Linked DNA regions of Rattus norvegicus: region 1 is linked to region 2. The links are chromatin contacts, called in public Hi-C maps. All regions are on one chromosome and are shown on one strand. The core of a region is the stretch at or near the end of the contact, and the rest is flanking DNA. Distances in the headings are between cores, read along the strand shown. Region 1 overlaps Foxp1 (forkhead box P1). Region 2 overlaps Foxp1 (forkhead box P1).

Region 1 (5,341 bases), core at 2,720-5,219, 69 kb after region 2:
AAGGGTGGAGCGTCCAGAGCAGAGTCTCTTCTCTAACTGGGCTGGACCATTTACAGAGGTTACAAAGGATTTGCTAACAATCTGCTTCGAGGGGCAGGGGAGAAAGGAAGGCACATGCCCAGGCTCCCCCGTGCTGCACTGCACTGCCATGCTGTTCCTGTTCCTAGAAGTGGCGGTGGGTGGGGAGCACATAGCCTGGCCCAAGGGAGGTGGGCAGTCAGGAGGCTCTTGCTTAAACCACCCTGGGATGGACTGACACTCTAAGATGGCCCGGCAGTGACGGACTGCGAGAGCCCCACCTGCAGTCATACACATGGTCAGATTCCTTCAGTCCCAGTTAGGCCACTGTTCCACCCCTAGGAGCTGCAAAGCCATGTAGGCCAGTCTCTTAAAGGGATTATTGCAAGAACTTCTTCACGGCATAAAAAAAATTTTTTAAGAACTTTTTCTTAAAGGCATACTTTTAAAAAAAAGATATCTTTTGTTTTAAAGTCAATGCATATATCAGCAGAAAAAGATATTCTCTGAACAGTTCTGCCTGAGTTGTTTATTAATAAACACTGAAAGGGAAATGGCAGAACCAGACTAAAGCACATCAGAATTCCATATTTACCCTGTGGTTCTCTCTGAATTGTTTCTTCTGGGAAATCTCACTGGAAAAGTGAGATTCTCTTTTCCGTAGGATGCTAGGATTTTTAATTATTACTGCCTCCCTGTCTCCCCCCCCCCCACTATCCATAGTACGCTCACAGTAAAATATGGTTTAAAAATGCACAACACAACTTTCCAAGCTGTAATCCGTTTAGAGTTTGCCTTGTACCAACAAGATTCCTGGAAAACTGAGGAAGAGCCTTGGAGACAAACTATGAGGAGCAAGGCTGGGAGACTGTGAGGCCCTCAGCGGTCAGAATATCCACATGAGATCTACCTTTCAAATATGTGCTCGCTTTATTCATAAAAACATCCCATAGGAAACCGTGCTATTATAAAGATTACGGTAGTCCCATCATCTTCATCAGGCTGGATAGAGACCCTTGAGGAGGAAATGCTACAGGCCTTTGCTAGGGAATCCTGTCTGGTGAGGGTGATTCGAGGGCACATTCAGGGGGTTCCTTTAGCTATAGCCAGGATGATGACACTGTTGGAAATTCCACAAAGTCCTTGGGAGCCTTGGCCAGCGGCTAGTGCTGATAGACAGGAGTGTGTGAATTCATCAGCGGCGCTCAACGGTCGCACCAGGGCCAGTCTCGATGTCCCTTGGCAACAGGGACAGAGACAGAGGTTTTAGATGACAGGTCTTGGGAGCACTGGGAGCACTGGGAGCACGGCAGTACAATCGTGGGGACCACTGTCCATGTTCAGTCTTTGAACTCTTCGGGTGTGTCTACAATGGTATATCTTGCTTACCATGTGTTTGACGTTGGGGTAAATATTTTGCACATTTTTTAACATAAATATTTTTCTGTTTTACTCACAGTCAAAACACGTTACACATTCACGCTGTTTGTAAATATTTTCCTGCTTTTACAAGAATCCCCTTTAAGTCAAAACATGTTTATATTTATTTTGTCAAAACAAATTCTTCCTTCAAAACAACACGACATGTTGTCAACATAGTTTCCAGGTTACAATAAAAATGGTTTCACTTAGTTCCCAGCACAACAAGCAAAGCAAACAGCACATTCCATCCCAGAATCTAGGCTGTTTTTCTCAAGTCACCTCTGACCCATTCCGTGGAATGTCATATATTCAGGGCTGGACCTTTGCTTTAAATCGCACTAGATCAAACGAGCCAGTCTCCTCTGTCATTCCCTGACACCAAGGAAACAAAAGAACAAGGTAGTTGCTTTCAACATTTTCTCCCCGAACTTCTCAACTTCGATATTCCACATGACTGTAATTTACCCCCAAACAAGGGAAGTTTACCATAAAAGTGAAATGCAATTTCCCTTGTAGATTAGAAAATAGATTTTTCCTCCACAAAGAATGCAATTGCCTCCACTTTGATGAAAGAAATAACATTCCATTTCTTCGGACATTAAAGGTCTTTTTACAAAAAAAAAAAAAAAATCTGCCAAGTAAGAAGGCCTTCATTAGTATAATTAAATGACTGTTGGGCTTTTTTGATATAAACAACTTTTGAGATGTCATTTAAAAACCTCATAATAACACCATTAAAAAGCTACCATTTTTAACAGAGAGATTGTCTGCTCAGGGCCATGGAATGGTAGCCACGCTTCAGGCCCGTCCTTTCCCCCTTTCAGACTTCTGCTGGACTTGAATGTCACCATAGACCTTGAATCTTTGAATGTGAAATGGCTTCACTAATTGCTTTAATTGCTTGAAGATGTGCAGGCAGGTGAAACCCGATCCCCGTGGCCATTGTGGAGACTAAGAACAACACTGGAATGTTTACATAGTGGTTTGATTTTAATAGGCAGAAGGGCTGAGTTTAAGACAGCAAGAACACAGCTAATAGGTGACCTCTTAAAGAAGGCCCCCTCTAAAAAAAATAATGCTAAGGACACACAACCAAACACAATGTCATGTTCCGAGAGGCAGTATCCTAAACACCGAGGTTATTACCCAGTTCCTGACATTTCCACCCAAAACACTACACGTAAGAAAAATTAAAACAGAAAGAGCACTTTACAGGTCAGTTACCTTCTGAACATATTAGGACTCTATGGTGTTTTTAAGTAAGCACATTCATTTTACATTTTAAATTGCATATTTTTTTCAGGAGTGTAGCACTCTATTGTCTTAGAAGGGAGGGGTTAAGTGTCCCTCACCCCCATTTATGGCTTCTTGTCTCTTGCATACTCTTTGGCTGTGAGTTATGGCCACACCCCTTTAAACCAGTGTTATGTATAAATGTGCGTCTCCCTCCTGCCTGTCCTCTTGCCATGTGACCTCAGGGTCTGCTTCTCGTTAGTAGGACCAAGAAGTCCTTTAGAGTGGTCATTCAACAGTGGTGGCCACATTCCCTGGATGTTTTAATGGCTTGAAATGGACACCCAAGGTTTAGCGATAGCTCCCCGTGGCTGACTTCTAATGGAAGGCGCAAATGTAATCAGCGCATGACAGGAAGTAAGTGTACGCCATAGTCACTAAGCCACAAAGGTCAAGTAGGAACAGGTTTGCAAAGGCAACTAAACAGTCTTCATACATGCAACAGACATACACATAGACATGTGAGTTACTGCGTGTGCATGTACACATACAGATGTCCACATGCAAATGTAATGCACATGCGCACACACACGGGATTCATGCGTATATGAATATTTCATATATAGTCAAGAATAGTTCACTGCTGCAGAAGGGAAAGGGTGCCAGAAAATAACACAAAGGTTTTAGGGTTAAGCTACGTTACTTGGGGCAATAGACACGCACTGTACATGAGTGCAGACCAGGAGGTTGCTCTTCCATAGAGCAGGGAGCACTGTGCAAGTTCTGCCTAGCGAAGTAACGTTGCACATTAACTCATGACGATGAAATACAATTGCAGAAGAAAAAAAATAAAGTCCTTTTAAAGCCATAAACAGTTTTAAATGCTATAAGCTCTGCAATAAACGTAGGAGTTTCTTTGCCCGAATGATTTGTTCCCCAAACACTGGAGACAAAAATGATGAAACCAAAAATACTTGCATAAAATATCCTTTTGAACCATGGCCACCTCACGCATATTTATCAACATTTACACCCTTTCCGAAAAATGAAATCCCCTGGCGAGAAGTAAGTCCTTCCCTCTGAAAAAGGAGGGAAGACAAGTAAGTATCCATTTAAACATTAAGTATAAACTAGTCCAAGCCAGCGAGAGGCACACAGAGGGGAAAGTAAACAGGCCCTGCTGCCTACCCCCAAAATAGTTCCCCTTTGAAAGCTCTCAGCAGCGAGTGCCTGGTACCAAGGGCTGCCCTGTGAGCTGGAAGGGTCAGCAGAGCTATGCTAAGCTGACAGGTTCAGTTTACAGCGGCCAGGACTTTGTTTGGATATACTGGCCTTGCTCACTGCCAGCTTAACAACAGATGGCTAGAAAACTTTCATTATGTTGCACAGGACTGAAACTGCAAACAATCCAGAAAACTCTGAAAAAGTTTAACTCCCTCTCAACCGATGTGCCAAAACCAGAGTCCACGCAGGCCCCGGGGGCCTGCAGAGGCAGGCTGAAGGCAGAACCTGCCAAGTGGAGTTCAGGAGAAGCCATCCTTGCAGGCTGCGGAGTGAGGGAGAGCTACTGGAGGCTTATTTTAACTGTTCGAAGTCCAGACCTTATAAGGAGTTGCACCCATTGTGCCTTCTTGTATTTTATTTTCCCAGAACATAGTGACAGACTTTCTTTCCCTTCAGAGAGAAAAATCTTCCAGACAATTCCCAATTCCCAAGCTCTCTTCCTGCCTCCCCTTTATTCAGGAAGCTGGCAGGACTGCATCAGTCTCACCCCAACACCTAGATTTAAATATGACTTACCCAAATCTGTGTATAATTTAAATATTCATTAAGCCGATTCAATCCCTACTGAATCCTAGTCTCTTCTAATGCTGGGAGACAGGTTATAAATATACCTTCAAAGGTTTAATTCAATTGGCAATCTGAGAGGTCTTATCACTGGAAATGTGTTATTTTCCTATTATTCAAGAAATGAACAAATGTGTTTTCCACAAATGTATTTTAGAAGCTACCCTTCGCTGTTATTGAAAGAAAATTGTGTTTATGACTCCTTTAGCATAGTGTAAACTCATAAACGTCAACAGAGAGTACAAGGAAAACTGTCAACTAAATATTGTTTCCTTCACGAGCTGTTCTTCCAAGTCAATTACGCCTTTCAACTTCTGGGGCATTGTATGATAAACTGGCAGTAAAAATCATTCACATTAATATACCATGGTGCCTTGCCTGCAAAAGGTAATTAAGGAAGTAAATGACTCATAAGAATAGACATATTAGCTGCAAAATGAAAGGCAACTGAGCTGCCACATAAAAATATGTACCATTAAGATACCGCATTTTCATATTCCTGTAATCAGCTCCAGTAGACTAATGCTTATTTAATCCAGTTCTGAGCTAAGTCCATCAACAACTGTTTTTCGCTGTTTTCTCCTTGACTGAACATTATGAGAGCAGGTTTGGAATAAATACTGCAATGAGATTTTTGCATACTCAATTGAAGAACAGGTTTTTACATTTTAAAATCTATTTTTCTTTCCCCGAGAAATATAACATTTAAAAAAAAAAACAGATTACTGGAGGAAAAAAAAAATCATACATAGCAAGTTAGACGTGCCTCCTTAACAGGTAGGGCATCTGGAGGGAGAGATCTTTGTTTCTATATTTGCCT
Region 2 (4,878 bases), core at 2,178-4,677:
CCCTCCGCGCGCGGCAGGTGAAACCGACGCTCGGCCCCGCCGCCCGCCTTTTGTCTCCCCAGCAACTCCTCTTTAATTGCTGTTAACCCGGTGACCCCTCTCGGGCTGACGTCTGGGCCGGAGCCGGGCACCGCGCCGGGGCGCGCATCTCCTTTTCCCCCCACCCCCTTCTCTCTCTGTGCCCTGGGCCCCGCTGCCCAGCCGGCTTTGGGGAAAGGGCTTGTTTGTTTCCTCTTCGAAACTGACAAAGAGTTATGCTAACCTTCCGGGACGCGGAGCAGGAGGGCCCCCCATGCGCCCTCCGCCAAGCAAGCCTACAGACTCAGCTGCTCCGAGCTACCGAACCGGCCCAAAGACAGGCTTGCGGGGCGCCAGGCTGTGCCTTTCCTCGAAAACCCGCCTCGGTGGAGAACTTTCACTTCACGTCGGTGGTGGGGCCCAGCCTTCATCTCCCTGCCACCCTTGCGGATCCAGAGGCCACCTCACAAAGTATGCCTGTTGACGCAGGGAAGGAACCCCACATGGAGCTCCAAATAATTCACCACGCAACGTGCCTCTTCGCTACTTCCCCTCTAGAACGACAGCTGCCACACGTTTGCTAAGAAATAATTCTTGAAATTCCTTTCTTATTTATGCAACATCAGCCACAACAAAAGCGCCTCTCAACAGGCACTTTGAGATGACCTCGGTTAGAAACAACTCACTGCTTAGATGCTGAGAGCAAGAGCCGAAGGGCAGTTTTTTCCCCCTTTTAAAGTTACCAATAATGCTAAACTTTGTTGGCTCTAGTGTCAGGATTTAAGTGGCAGATTAGCCTATACAAGGTATCAGCAGCTTCGGAAATCACTTCTCAATTATGCTATTTCTAAACTTAAAAAAACTTTCTGGTTTGTGTATTTAAAAAAAAACAACAAAACAAAACAACAAAACCAACCCACAAATTTTTATTGAAAATTATTATTTTCTTGAAAATAATCAGGAAACAGACTAGTGGAATCAATGATTATTCATTTATCAATAAAAACAATTTTAAAAAGCAACAAAGTATAACCCAGTACATTCCAAGACTTTTACTTAAAAGTTCTTTTCAATTTGAGATGCATTAAATGTAGGTTGCTATAAACCAGAAAGCACATTGATACATTTCTAATCAAGAAATCGCCTGGACTTCAGTGAGGTCAGCCAGAGATAGACATCCCTTCCCCACCCCGCCCCAGGAATCTGACAGGAAAATGCAAGAGCACCCCTTGCCTTCCCCATCTATTCAGGTGTTAAATGGGTTCAGCACACACCACTCTTCACCCCGAAGTGTTTTGTGTCAGATAACAAATTTTTTAATGGTCTTTGTTTTTTCCAGGTCATATAAATGCCACCCCACCCTTTCATGAATATTCAATAAAGAATCAGGGTGGCTTTTGAGGACCAGGGTTCGAGAAGGACCTTGAATCTGCCTGAACACCCTAACCCCTCCATCAGTAGAATTCTTGAGTTTTAAAGAAACAGGGTGTTTCTTTCCAGAAGGGTAGGCAGAAGCCCCAAAGCAGGAAATGAAAATAGAGTAAGTTTTTCCCCAAACCAACACCCCTCAAAAAGTAGAAACAGCCATTTTGAAACACACAGTGATTTAAAAAAAATTTTTTAATTAATTTGAGAGTTAACGAGTGTGAACAAAGCTGAGGTGAGCTTGAAATAAATGACGTGTTTCCTCCAGCCTAAGATCTGCAGGAGGCACCCATAAAACTCATGCATGCTTTGACAAGTAGGGCTTCCTCCACAAAGGTCAGTGTTTATCAGTTAAGAGTCTCCAGGAGCTTCCAAACAAAGAATAAACAAACAGGCAAACAACAACATTACAGACGCTTAGGACCCAGCTGTGGAGGCCAGTCTTACGCGGCATAATTAAGGACTGACGCAATGCTCATGGTAACACAAGTGCTAAATTGCACAGTGGTGGCTGGGAGCACCATGGGACTGCAGAGCAGGAGGGAGCACCGAGAGCGCTGGGAAGGTCCCTTGGGGAAGCTGTGTGTGGAAGGGCTGATGGACTGGAAAAGAGGATTCTAGACCAGACAGAGGGAAATGTCTTAGCAGACAGCCTGGTGGCCACCTGGAGCCCAGTCCGCCCTCTCCAAACAGATAGATGGCGCAGTGACTAGGAGGCTAGTGCTGGGAAGGAATTCCACCACCAATGAGAAACCTGTGTTTCTCATTGAGCCTGGGACAACTGGGCTAATTCTGGGAATCCTAGGGTGGCCTCAAAAGGGTTTTGACCCTGAGACTGGCATTCAGGGAGAGTTGCTACATTCTATGCCTTGAGGAAAATATAAAAATATCAAACCTTCCAGGAACAGAGAATCATAGTTACTGCCATTTTTAATTACCTCCAATGTGAGGTTGTTTTGGAAAGCTGGGACAAAAAAGACAAAGCCAAAAAAAAAAAAAAAAAAAGGAAAAAAATAAGATTATGGGGTTGGGGATTTGGCTCAGTGGTAGAGCGTTTGCCTAGGAAGCACAAGGCCCTGGGTTCGGTCCCCAGCTCAAAAAAAAAAAAAAAATAAGATTATTATTGTGGGGGCATGAGCTTCAGTTACTCAGTCCCAGGGCCTGATGCATTTGTAACTTCAATGGAAATTGCCATCCTAGTTTTTGGAGGAAGAAACTGAGTTTTAGTAACGCAAACTGGGAGCCAGGCTTTGGTGATCAACATGTCTGTAATAGCAGTACTTGGGAGGTAGAGTCAAGAGTTCACGGTTATTTTCAACTATGTAACAAGTTCCAGGCCAGCTTGGGTTCCATGACAATTTGTCTCAAAACAGAAAAACAAAAACAAATAAACAAAAACCCAGAAAGGCAGAGTGGTTTTGTTTCCCTGTGACTCAAGCATGCCTCACGACACAGCTCTATAAAGCAAAGCAGACACTGGGTAATCGAAAAAGGGTGGGGAGGGCGGGGGGGGGGCGCGTTTGATGATTACACAAACCGGATACCTGAGGTAGGGGTGAGGGTGGCTGATGTTTAAGGAAGAGTGAAGGAAACAATAAATACTGTACTTAAAAATATTTTTGATGCCCACATCCTAACACCCACAACAGACACAGTCTTGTTCAAACACCACATATTAAGAAACCTGTCAGTTGCTAAATGAGTCCATTGTGCAGCTGGCTGTGCATTTAAGAACAGATTACTATGATCCCATACCAAACTCTAACCACCAAATAATACACCTAGGACTTGAGCTGGGTATTCTGTTTGCTTTTGCAGAGCCGCCCAGCCTTCAACACAGAAGAAAAGTGAAAGGCTTCACTGCCTATTCTGAGTGGGGACTGGAGACAAGACGCATTAGAGGAGGAGGCAGAGGGAGCACCCTCTCATGACACTATTCGACATGTTGATGAATGGTGCCACAGCAGAGAGGTAGATACGGTCACGGGGCCTTGGCCCACGTGCTTCTCAGCATCTGCTTGCCCAGAGCTGCTTGCATACAACTAAAGGACACCAGGATGGATCCAAAAACGAACTGTGTCCGAGAGGCCAAAATCTAATGCAAGTTCATGGTCTTCTTCCAAACAATGCTTGCATCAATATCCCCTGCCCTTTCCAACTAATTTAGTAGAGTAGCCAGAATATTATGACAGAATTTTAAAAAAAAATCTATCAAGTGTTTCTTTTACTGAAGCCAGGGGACAGAGATTTCAGGTCCTTCTCCAGTCAGCACCATGTCTGATGGATTGCTTCTTCAGAAGGAACTCCCCTATAGTATTCCTCCAAAGACCAGCAGCCGGGCCAGCCAATTAGTTACTAAATTGCAACCGCTATGTCCCTTTCCTGAGATTTGGACATGTGTCTCTAAGGAACCCCGTTTCTGTCTTGATTTAAGCAGTGCTTTTACTTAAAAATATAAATTAATACATCATCCATCTGCAGGGAGCTAGAGCAGGGAGCCTGCCTATCGATACTGTTTGTGTCGCTGTTACCTCTATGCTGACAGTGAAACTAATTATGTTGTTTCTCATCTGAGCCTATTAGTTTGGCCAAGGGAAAAGTCTCTGTTGCAGTGGAGGTTAAATTTCTCTTTATCACAGTCTCCAAATTGCCATTCACATCTTCCCTGATTGCAACACTTTATAATGCCCATATCAGGGAGTAATTTATATATGCATACACGGCATGGCATGTCAACATTCAGGGAGCTTATAGTGGGTGTGTGCGCTGCAGAAAACAGTTACCAAAATGAATTTAAAAAGTTTAAAAATTCTTCACCGAGACACTGTCTCAAAAGAAAAAGAGATAAAAAGAAATACCCTTCATGATACATGTGAAGGCATTCCTCAAACACCAAGGTAAACAAAACCATCCAAAGGAAACAGCTACAATCTCTCCAAGCCCTGCATCTAACTGACTAATAAATTACCCTCTCTTGTTTATGATAAAACTATAATCTCTTGCTTCAGTATGATGTGAAATTTATTAGTGTGTTGCTTCTGCCATGGGGTTATAACAGATTACATAGATGTGTGTAAAATTCTCAAAATCATACACGTGTTAGGGCAGAAGAAAATCCCCCTTCCCATGGGCTTTATGCTTCAGATGGGGGAGGGGTAGTCAAGTTCATCAGCACCAAGTGGCATCATCATGCCCCTCCTAGTGACAGATGTAGTGACAAGCACCTACGGCTCATCTGCATGTTAACCCTGGGCAGGAAGCGTCACAACAAGAGGGCACTGAAGAGAAATGAAACGATGGCTGTTAGGGGAAATGACAGTCTTTTAAAAATTTTTTTAAGGTTTAATTACGTAGAAACTCGCTGATGCCAGATGAAGCCACTGACCACCTTTAGTGGAGCCAGCTTTTCAGAAGGTCTGTGGTGTGAGTGTGCCA

The links. A called contact is a pair of places that touch in the nucleus more often than the background predicts.
Region 1: a Hi-C map of liver shows a contact between it and region 2, with 1.7 times the contacts expected there. The contact joins two enhancer-like sites. A contact is called at or near these places in 2 of 12 Hi-C or Micro-C datasets (Schwann cells and liver).

The regions. Positions count from the first base shown.
Region 1 is chr4:133,288,317-133,293,657 of GRCr8, forward strand. All of the region lies in intron 1 of Foxp1 (forkhead box P1), which reads right to left. Among named protein-coding and RNA genes, the nearest start is that of Foxp1, 62 kb to the right of the region's middle. Within about 2 kb of position 3,970, at least 17 of the 93 cell types and tissues checked have an H3K27ac peak or open chromatin away from gene starts, as enhancers often do. A contact at or near this core is called in liver, where this site is marked.
Region 2 is chr4:133,219,869-133,224,746 of GRCr8, forward strand. The region is part of intron 2 of Foxp1 (forkhead box P1); the gene reads right to left. Among named protein-coding and RNA genes, the nearest start is that of Foxp1, 130 kb to the right of the region's middle. Within about 2 kb of position 3,428, at least 2 of the 93 cell types and tissues checked have an H3K27ac peak or open chromatin away from gene starts, as enhancers often do. A contact at or near this core is called in liver, where this site is marked.